2 separate regions of the Gossypium hirsutum genome follow, and region 1 is linked to region 2. Evidence: chromatin contacts called from public Hi-C data. All regions are on one chromosome and are shown on one strand. The core of a region is the stretch at or near the end of the contact, and the rest is flanking DNA. Distances in the headings are between cores, read along the strand shown.

Region 1 (4,666 bases), core at 1,997-4,496, 120 kb after region 2:
AATTTTTTTAAAAATATGTTCGATAATCCTACTAGTTTTTTAAATAATACAAAAGTTTCACAAAAAAAGTGTTGAATATGATAAATAGGTAGATAACTACATATCACTTAATATTGATAATATTAAGTTGATTTTATTTAAAAAATATGTTTGAAATAAATCATCTCTTCTATATATATCTATATATATTTTTTATAATGTGAAATATCCAAATTATTATATTTAACTTTTATCCAAAATTATATAAAATAAAATATTATATTTATAAGGTTAAATTTAAGACATAAATTATTTTAAAAACACAAGATTTAATTTTACCAAACAACATAATTATGGTTAATATTTAATTTTATTAATAGATCAAACAAGTTTTTAATATAAAATCAGTACTTATAAAATTTAGTACTAAAAATTCAACACATAATTTTTCAATTTATCAAACAATACCTAACACTAACACCACATTTGATTGGCATGAATGGTTATTCAATTCATACCTTATTTAGCGCAACAGTCTTATTCCATTGTTTGGTTTAATTGAATGAGTGAAATGGCCGGGTAGTATTACGGCCTCATTCCAGTATCTCACGAAATACCCATTTCGTGCTACAACCAAAGAATAGCCATTCCAGCCTTTCATTGAATAGACACCAAATTTTTTCCCAAAAATACCCCAAACCAAAAACATCATATTAACCACAATTTCAGTTTATGACTTATAGCTATGGAAGAAAAATCAAGAAGAAACAAAAATTGAAACCTAATAGGTACGATTCAATGCTTTCCCAACTTCGATTTCATTCAACAATGTTGTTTTCACAATATCAACACAATGTCTCCTCCACTTTGACATGTTTCAAACCCAGTAATGAAATTTAGAAAACAAAACAACCTAAATTAGGAGAAAAAAATTGTGATAAATGGTGGGAGATTAACATAGGGTAGATTTGTATGTATGAATCTATAGGTTTTTGTAGGTTTTTAGGACAAACTAAACAAAAAGTTGAAAGAGTTTGTGGAGATAAAGCTTTGGAAAGGAAGATACTTGAGAAAAAGAGAGGATCAGAGAAAAGAGAGAGGAAAGAACTAGATAGAACTCTAGAGAAAAGAAAGAGATAAAGTTGATTGACGATGTCTAGGGGCTCCAGATTAAAGAAGCAAGACGGGGCAATTAAGATCCCTAGAAAGTTCTAATGGTTTTATTTATTTTTCTTTATTAATTTATATTTTGTTTGGCTGTATTTTTTCCCCACTTTATATTAAATGAATCCAATCGTTTATATTCAAAAGAAAAACATATAATAAAATAATTTTAAATATGATTTTTAGATTTATTTTTAAATTTAGAAAATTAAATTTATTGTTAAATAATGTTTTTATTATTAAATATAAAATTTTAAATTATTTATTTTCAGATATTATTTTTTGACATAATATTTATGAAGCTATTAAGAAATAAACCATATTTTTTAAAATAATGTATTAATTATACTATTAGATATATTTATAATATACATTACTAAATTATTAGCATTTAATTATAATATTAAAAATTTCTAGATATATTATTTTTATGAATTATATTAATTAAATTAAATTTATATGAACATTTAACAATAATTGAATAATAAAAATATTATTAGTAAATTGTATTTAATAATAATTATATTAAAATATGATTAAATTATTGATTTTTATTTTTATTAAATTATATTTAATAATAATCCTATTAAAATTTAATAACAATAACAATAATCATCTACTTAAAAAAATTCTACTAAAGGTACTCTAGTCATTTAAACTTTTTTTCCTTATTCTATTACAACATCTATTTCATTCAACCAAACACAAAAAAATATTACAATTTTATTCCATTCAATTTAACCAAACAATTAAATTATTAATTACAGTTCTATTTTATTACTTATCTATTCTATTCCTCCAATCAAACTTGTTGTAAATCTTTTCATCATTTCTCTAATTATATAAACATGTCTAGGGATGAGAGTGAAGTTGAGGACCCATCTTCAATACTTGAAAGTGCAAATTTTATTTATGAAAACAATTCAACCGGCATTTGTGTGTCTCAAATTTTTAATTTATTAAAATTTACAATATGAAAATTTAAATTTGTGTGATTTAAGTGTGAAATAAATAATATAACTAAAAATATCCTTTCATTTATTAAATAACCCATTATAATTTTTTTTAAAAAAAATTGCTTCATTTATATCTAATGTTATTTTATATTCTTAGTGAGGGGACAATTTGAGATTAATCCACTATGGTAAAAATAGTATAGTTAACTTCAACAGAGAGTTTCATCAAATTAATAAGAGTATATAAAACTCCATCCATTTATAAAATTGGATTAAAAGTTAGTATATCTATTAGGTTATTTTTCAAAAACAATTAATACATAAAATATTGTATTTTTTATTTATTTATGATTTATCATTTAGCTAGATGAGGTTGAAGTATTCTTATATTATAGACACATGATTAAATTAATTTTTTTATTATTAAAATGTAATAGAAATATATATATATTGATAATTGTGAGAGAGAAATAAAGTTTTTTTAGATTAACCCAAACTCCCATGTTTACAACATATTATTCTTGCCATTGGACCTAAAGATTGTTGGTAACAAAGTTAACATTTACCATATGAAAAATTGTATTGAAAATAATTATTTTTTCAACTGCAATTCAATTCCAAACAAAAGATTTCATTTATAGAACTATATTATATAATCTTTACAAGTATTAACTCTGTTAAACAATAAATGGTATTTTTAAAACAGTAAAGGTTAACTTTATTATAATTTGACCTTATTTGATTCTTTTTTAATAATGCAAAAATTAAATTGACCCATTAAATAATAGAGAAACTAATTTGATCATATATTTACGATAGATGTATTTGCCAATGATTAAATGGCTACACTTAACTAAGTACAGTGAGGTGATTTTGTATATATATGAGGCGATGAATATGCATGAAAAGACGGTAGAGAAAAAAAAATTGTTATTAGTGCCTGTGAGTACATGGCATTGTTGATAAACAAGGAGGTTTTAGAGTTGGAATCACATCTTTTGTAATTGTGGTGTGTAGGTGAAGATTTTTTGATCGAATTAGTTGGATCTTTTACGGTACTTTATCTATGATGTATAGTATTGGTTTGTAATTGTATCCTATTGTATTAGTGAAATGTGTCTACATTTTTGTTGATATAACCCAAGGACATTTGACTTTGGGCTTTTTTGAAGTAGACCTAATGTTGTTGCTGAAATGGTTGCATAGCTTTGGGCATGGGCTTCGAGTTGATCACAAATGGGTCCAATGTCCCTAAAAAGTGGTTTGCCAACTTTTTTATTGAACAAAATAATCAATCATTAATCAATAGGAATCAAAGGTGGGGTTGTAGTATTAGATTCAATCTGTCACTAACTATACGACTTTATCATTAATTATAATAATTATTTATGTATCTAATTTAGTGAAAGAAATTTAATATAAAGCTTAAATGTTCAAATCTTACAATTAAAAAAGCAAATAAATTTAAAATTCTGTGTACTACCCAGTTTAAATATCCATTTAATTGTGTAATATTTGAAAATTTAATTTTATATTACATGGGGAGTAAATAATGTATTGATTCTGATTATAATTATGATAGGAAGTATTTTGATTTTTAGTATGTTTGTGTTTTATATTTATTTGAATATATTTTGTAGTTACTCAAACACATATTTATTTTGGTATAATCATAAAAGTGTTCTCATTCAGTATTAAATTCAAGTAAAGTTCTTTCAATAATGTCGATTTCAAGATTCCTAACTTAGTTATTCGAGCATATATTTATTTTGGTATAATTACAAAAATATCCTCATTCATTTGAGTATTTAAGTAATGTCAATTTTAAAATTTGAAATTTAAAAGAACATATTTATTAGGATTATATTATACTCGTACTTTAAAGCATTACTTTCAACAACTTTTGCAATCTTTTCTTTCTAGAAAAAAACCCCTCCACATACTAAATTAAATTACACTTTTCACTCTAATACACTTAATTATTTATACATTTTAACCTAACTGAAGGTGTCCAAATTTACTGTGGAAAGTCAGGCTTAAATAAAAATTTGGTCTTGTAATTATAACATTTTTTTCGTTGAAAAACTTAAAATCTTTTAGGATCAAAACTGATACCCAAATTATGATTGCATTATAGTAATCACCTCAAACATTTGATTTGTTAAGAAAAATTCCCTTACTCAATAATATTATGCCACCTGAACTGTTTTTTAAATTTAAAAAAAGGTTAATTTTTTTTTTTAAATTTTCATTTGTTCTTTAGCCCATGGTTGTCAGAACTAGATTAAATTAATCGATTGAACAATAAGTAGATGGCCTAATCAATTCAACCGATACCATAAAAATCGAAGGAGAATAAAACTAGTGTAAAATCAGTTGAACCAATTAAAAAACCATTTGAACTTAATTTAGTTTATAAAATTATTGTTTATGCTTATATTAAAGATGCTTTCTGTTTCTTCTCTTTCTTTCTTTTTTCCTTTTTCCTTTTTATTTTGTAATGGTTGAACTAAGAACTAATAGTTTGCTCAGTTCGATCATCGGTCTTGTTCTTACAACATTGTTCA
Region 2 (4,549 bases), core at 1,624-4,123:
AGCAAAACGTGGACTTAATACCCTCATGGATTCTATACGTCAAAATCTGCTTTGTCGTGGTTATCCTTTAGAAAAGTTGGTTTCGGTCCTCACCGATTATTCTAGAGAATTATTTGGAAGTTAAAAATGCTCCCAAAGATCAGAGCCTTCAGCTGGAGAATTAGCCAGAATATTTTGCCTACCTACGACAATATAGCCCGCATCCATCAAAATTTCTCGACAACCTGTCCTAGATGCAAAAATGGTGATGAAACTCTTATCCATGCCATGAAGGAATGCCCAAAGGTATGTGAGATCCTCACGATAGGTGGTCTAAACAATAGGCTGCTTGATGGTAAATATGAGCGCTGCATTGACTAGTTGGAAGACGTCCTTCGTGAGCTTGACACCAAAGCTGCTGCAGACTTTTTTACTCTCCTCTGGAACTGCTGGAATGATAGGAACAAGATAGTCTTTCAGGGTAAGGCTGATACGGCTATGGTTGTGTGGGAAAAAGCGTAGATCCTTAGCAATAAATTCAAAATTTTTAACTTGGCCAACCCTCCTGTTCTCCCCCAAAATCCGGTGCGTAAAGGCTGGACGAAATTCGAATTATCCGATGAGGCACTGTGTGCCAAACTTATGTATTTTGGTTGTATCTGTGTATCCATCCGAGTCCGAGTAGTGTTAATAGGGGTAAATAAATGAATTGGCAATATGAATGATTTTGAATATGAAATTAGAATGGGATATGGAATGGATATTGATATTGAAAATGAATTCTGTATCCTATTGAGAAAAGTTATTTGAATAGTAATTATGAGATTGAAATAGTAATAGATGAAAATTGAAATTGTTATGAATGATGTGTTTATGAAATTGATTATTTGTTTGAATGATCTTTGTTATGTGTGATTAGATATATAAATATTATAAATTCTTGCTTAAAAAGTATTCAAATTATAGAAATACCACTGAGTTTATACTCGGCGTACGGTGTGTTTTTCGTGCACATGTTAGGTATTTAAAGTTGCTCATCGAATTAGCATCCACACCGATAATGGCATGTACCTAGGATGTTTTATGTTGGTTATTTTGAAAAATGTTTGTAAATGATATTATAAGATGTTATTGGTTGGTTATATACAAATTTATATGTTATGTTGAGTTAAATATGTGGTATATTTAAGTTGATACCTAAATGGCTATGAAATAGGCAAAAACAATTAGGGTTGAAATGGTATGAAAATTTGAGTTAGCTTGAATTATGTTTTAATGGTTTGTTTGGACAATATATATGAAGTACCTATGAGTATAAATTGGATAGGTCATTAGGTTAATGTTTTTGACATGTTTTAAAGATGTTTGATCGTGTTTTAAAGTGATTGAATGATTGGTTTTTGAGTTACTTGTTGTTTAAGTTGCAGGGTTGGTATACTTGATGTTTAAGGTTCATTTTGAGTCCACATGGTCAGACACACGGCTAGCACATGGGCATGTGCTCCAGCCGTGTGAAATTTACACCTAATTTTTGAAAAATAAATTGACCACACGGCCTAGCACACGGACGTGTAGGTTAGCCATGTAATGTAGGTTAGAGAGTTACACGGGGTAGGACACAGCCTGAAATATGGGCATGTCATAGGGTCACACGGGCGTGTGAGCCTTGCACCTAGGAAAAATTTTGAGGTTTTACGAAAAAATTTTAGAGAACCCGAATAAGTCTCGATTTGTTTCTAATACATATTTAGGGCATTGAGGACCCAAATAAGGGACAACATGATTAATTTATAAGGTGTATTATTTGAAATTTTTTTATGTTCGTATTTGGTCTGAAATGTCTAGTAATGCTCCGTAAACCTATTCTGACAACGGATAAAGGTTAGGGGGTGTTACACCCTACACTTTCCACTTTATTTAATTTAGCCATTCTTTTGATTTTTTAACTCCTCGTTTCAATACATCTCCATATCACATTCATAAAAAATATTTCTTCAAACTTCTCCCCTTTTCAAAAATGGTAAATTTGCACTTTTAGTCCTTCAATTTTCAAAATTTTGCAATTTAATTCTTACTAAATTTCATCATTCATACTTTCTCTCCAAATACTTAATTCACCTTTAAAATATTTATCCTTTCTCAAAGACTAAATTTTTTTGGTACAATTTTTTATTATATATAATTTTTAGCCTAATTTCCTTAATTGTCATTTTCAATTTTCACCTCACTTCTGCAACTGCATTTGAATCCAAACACTTATTCATTGATGATTTAATCTCATCTCTATAGTACTCAATCTCATTGCCTTAGGTATTTTTAATCTCACCAAGCTAATCGCACCGCCCATCCAAAAGGAGCCTTTGTCTTTATACTATGCGTAAGTTACAGACTTAGTCCATGTACTTTAATTTGGTCAACGTTAATTTTTTTTACTTTTCAAATTTTACAATTTAAGCCTTGATCAAATGGTAGCTTTTAAATTCATTAAATTTTAGCTTTCAATTTCCACATATTACTTACAAAAAAAAATTAAAAATAGACTTAATGGCTATCATTTACATCAAGACTAAAATTTCAAATTTTGAAAAGGATAGAGACTAAGAATGCTAAAATTGAAGAACATGGACTAAATCTATACAACTTTACGCATAGTACATGACTAATAGAATTTAACCAAACATATTTAATTGTTATTGTTTGTATCAAGGATGAAATTTTAAAATTCGAAAAATATAGAGATTAAAATTGACTAAATTATAGTACATGAAGTGAATCCACAACTTGCATATAGTACAAGGACTAATAATAAAATTTGAACTAATAAATTACATGGTTTGCATTGGTTTGGGTTTAACATTTTCCCTTTTTGCCCATGGCTTTAACCTTTTCTACATTTTAGCTTAGGTCCATCAGAGATGGATCTATATGGGGGCCTTAGCCCAGACTCTTTCAACTTCTGTTTAAGCTTAGTCCAAATTTTAATTCTTGAGCCCTACATTTGTCCCAAAATTTTTTTGATCCTCTAAAATATAATGAGCTTTTTGTTTTTTCTAGGTTAAATGTATTCATGAAAAATATCTCATTTTGAGTAGAACCCATTATCCTATTATTAGATGCCTAGATCTAATCCCACGTAACATTGAACTGTTTTAGGTTGCATTATTTAAAAAAAAAAGAGAGAAAAAGAATTATAGTCCGGTTCCATGGTGCAATGTACTTGTTAATATCTCTCTATATAATAACATAAATAATATACTTGCAAATAATTAAATAAAAGTTCACAAACAATGCGAGCACACATCTCAATATAAACACAGAGTAAATGCATGTATTGTACTCGACAAAATGGATCGAAAATCTTATGTCTGTTTATCCAACCTTACATTGAACCTACAACCTATTAGATTTAATCTCTTAATTTAGGAATGGAGTGGATCTCCTCACTTTGCATATATTTCCTGTATCCCTGCAATTTTTATATTATAATACTATAGATTTGATGTCCTCCTAGTGCACGTAGGGCACAGTTAGGGAGTTTTAGCTTTATTGGTTAAGTGGAATAATAACAATTTTATTCAATATCAAATTCTTAAAATTTTATTTTCGCCCTCCAATATCAAATTTTATTTTACTATAAGTGCATGAATCTCATATATCATTAATGAATTATAATCCGTAATTTAATTAATTATGAAAATTTATATTTTTAATTATGTTTAAATGAATTTAATATATTTATTTGTCTTGCGATATTTTTTTATTTTATTCATTAATAATGTGATAAATTATGGTTCATTGATGGTGCATAAAACTCATGCATTGACAATTCATTATATATATTGCAACTCTCTTCGCAACTAGATGCAATGCAACTTGCCTATCGGCATGTTTTAATAATTAGATTGCTTTAACTATTTTTGTGCATCTTTTTAAGGAATTGGCAATTTTTGTGGTATTAAATTGGTAAATATATTTGGTCAAGCAATGATATTTTGAAGAGTTCTAGTATGATTCATTTACTTTGTTTATACATATTTAAGATTAGAAGAAATTTAATTGATGAAGGTCTCTTTTTATCACATACCATATTAAAGAGTTTTAATTGGGAAGAAACTTCAAAGATTATTTATGTTTGTACTAGTTCATTTACGAATGACTACAATGCCTATTTAAATATTAGTATTTCAACTTTGATAAGAGATTAAGAGAGTACATTCCAATTTGTGTAGGGAGCTTTTATTAGTGCAAATTACTTGTGTATATACTACTTGAAGAGTATTGGCTAAGCTTTTGATGGAAAAAGTCTTTCCTTAAATTTTAATGAAAAGAGTAATCTTATGTGAATATATGAAAGTGGAGTTGTATTAGCGAAAGAATGATCTTAGTATAAAAGTGAAATTACAACTTAATTTGAATTTAAATAACGACTTATACAATTAATTAACTGTAAATTATTCTCTAAGATTATCAAAAGATTTAAAACTACAAATTTCTGTTTTTTATTCTTTTAATAATTACGTAAGTTGTAATTTAACTTGCATTAACACAAATATTTGATAACTAGAAGTGG

The links. Hi-C and Micro-C count contacts between places; a contact is called where the count stands out from the background.
Region 1: a contact with region 2 is called in a Hi-C map of leaf, with 2.6 times the contacts expected there. The contact joins two enhancer-like sites. A contact is called at or near these places in 3 of 34 Hi-C or Micro-C datasets (all in leaf).

Annotation. Positions count from the first base shown.
Region 1 is chrA02:99,903,830-99,908,495 of Gossypium_hirsutum_v2.1, forward strand. No RefSeq gene overlaps it. Among protein-coding and RNA genes, the nearest start is that of LOC107955336, 8.1 kb to the left of the region's middle. Within about 2 kb of position 3,247, at least 2 of the 9 cell types and tissues checked have an H3K27ac peak or open chromatin away from gene starts, as enhancers often do. A contact at or near this core is called in leaf, where this site is marked.
Region 2 is chrA02:99,783,753-99,788,301 of Gossypium_hirsutum_v2.1, forward strand. No RefSeq gene overlaps it. Among protein-coding and RNA genes, the nearest start is that of LOC121217618, 8.0 kb to the left of the region's middle. Within about 2 kb of position 2,874, at least 1 of the 9 cell types and tissues checked has an H3K27ac peak or open chromatin away from gene starts, as enhancers often do. A contact at or near this core is called in leaf, where this site is marked.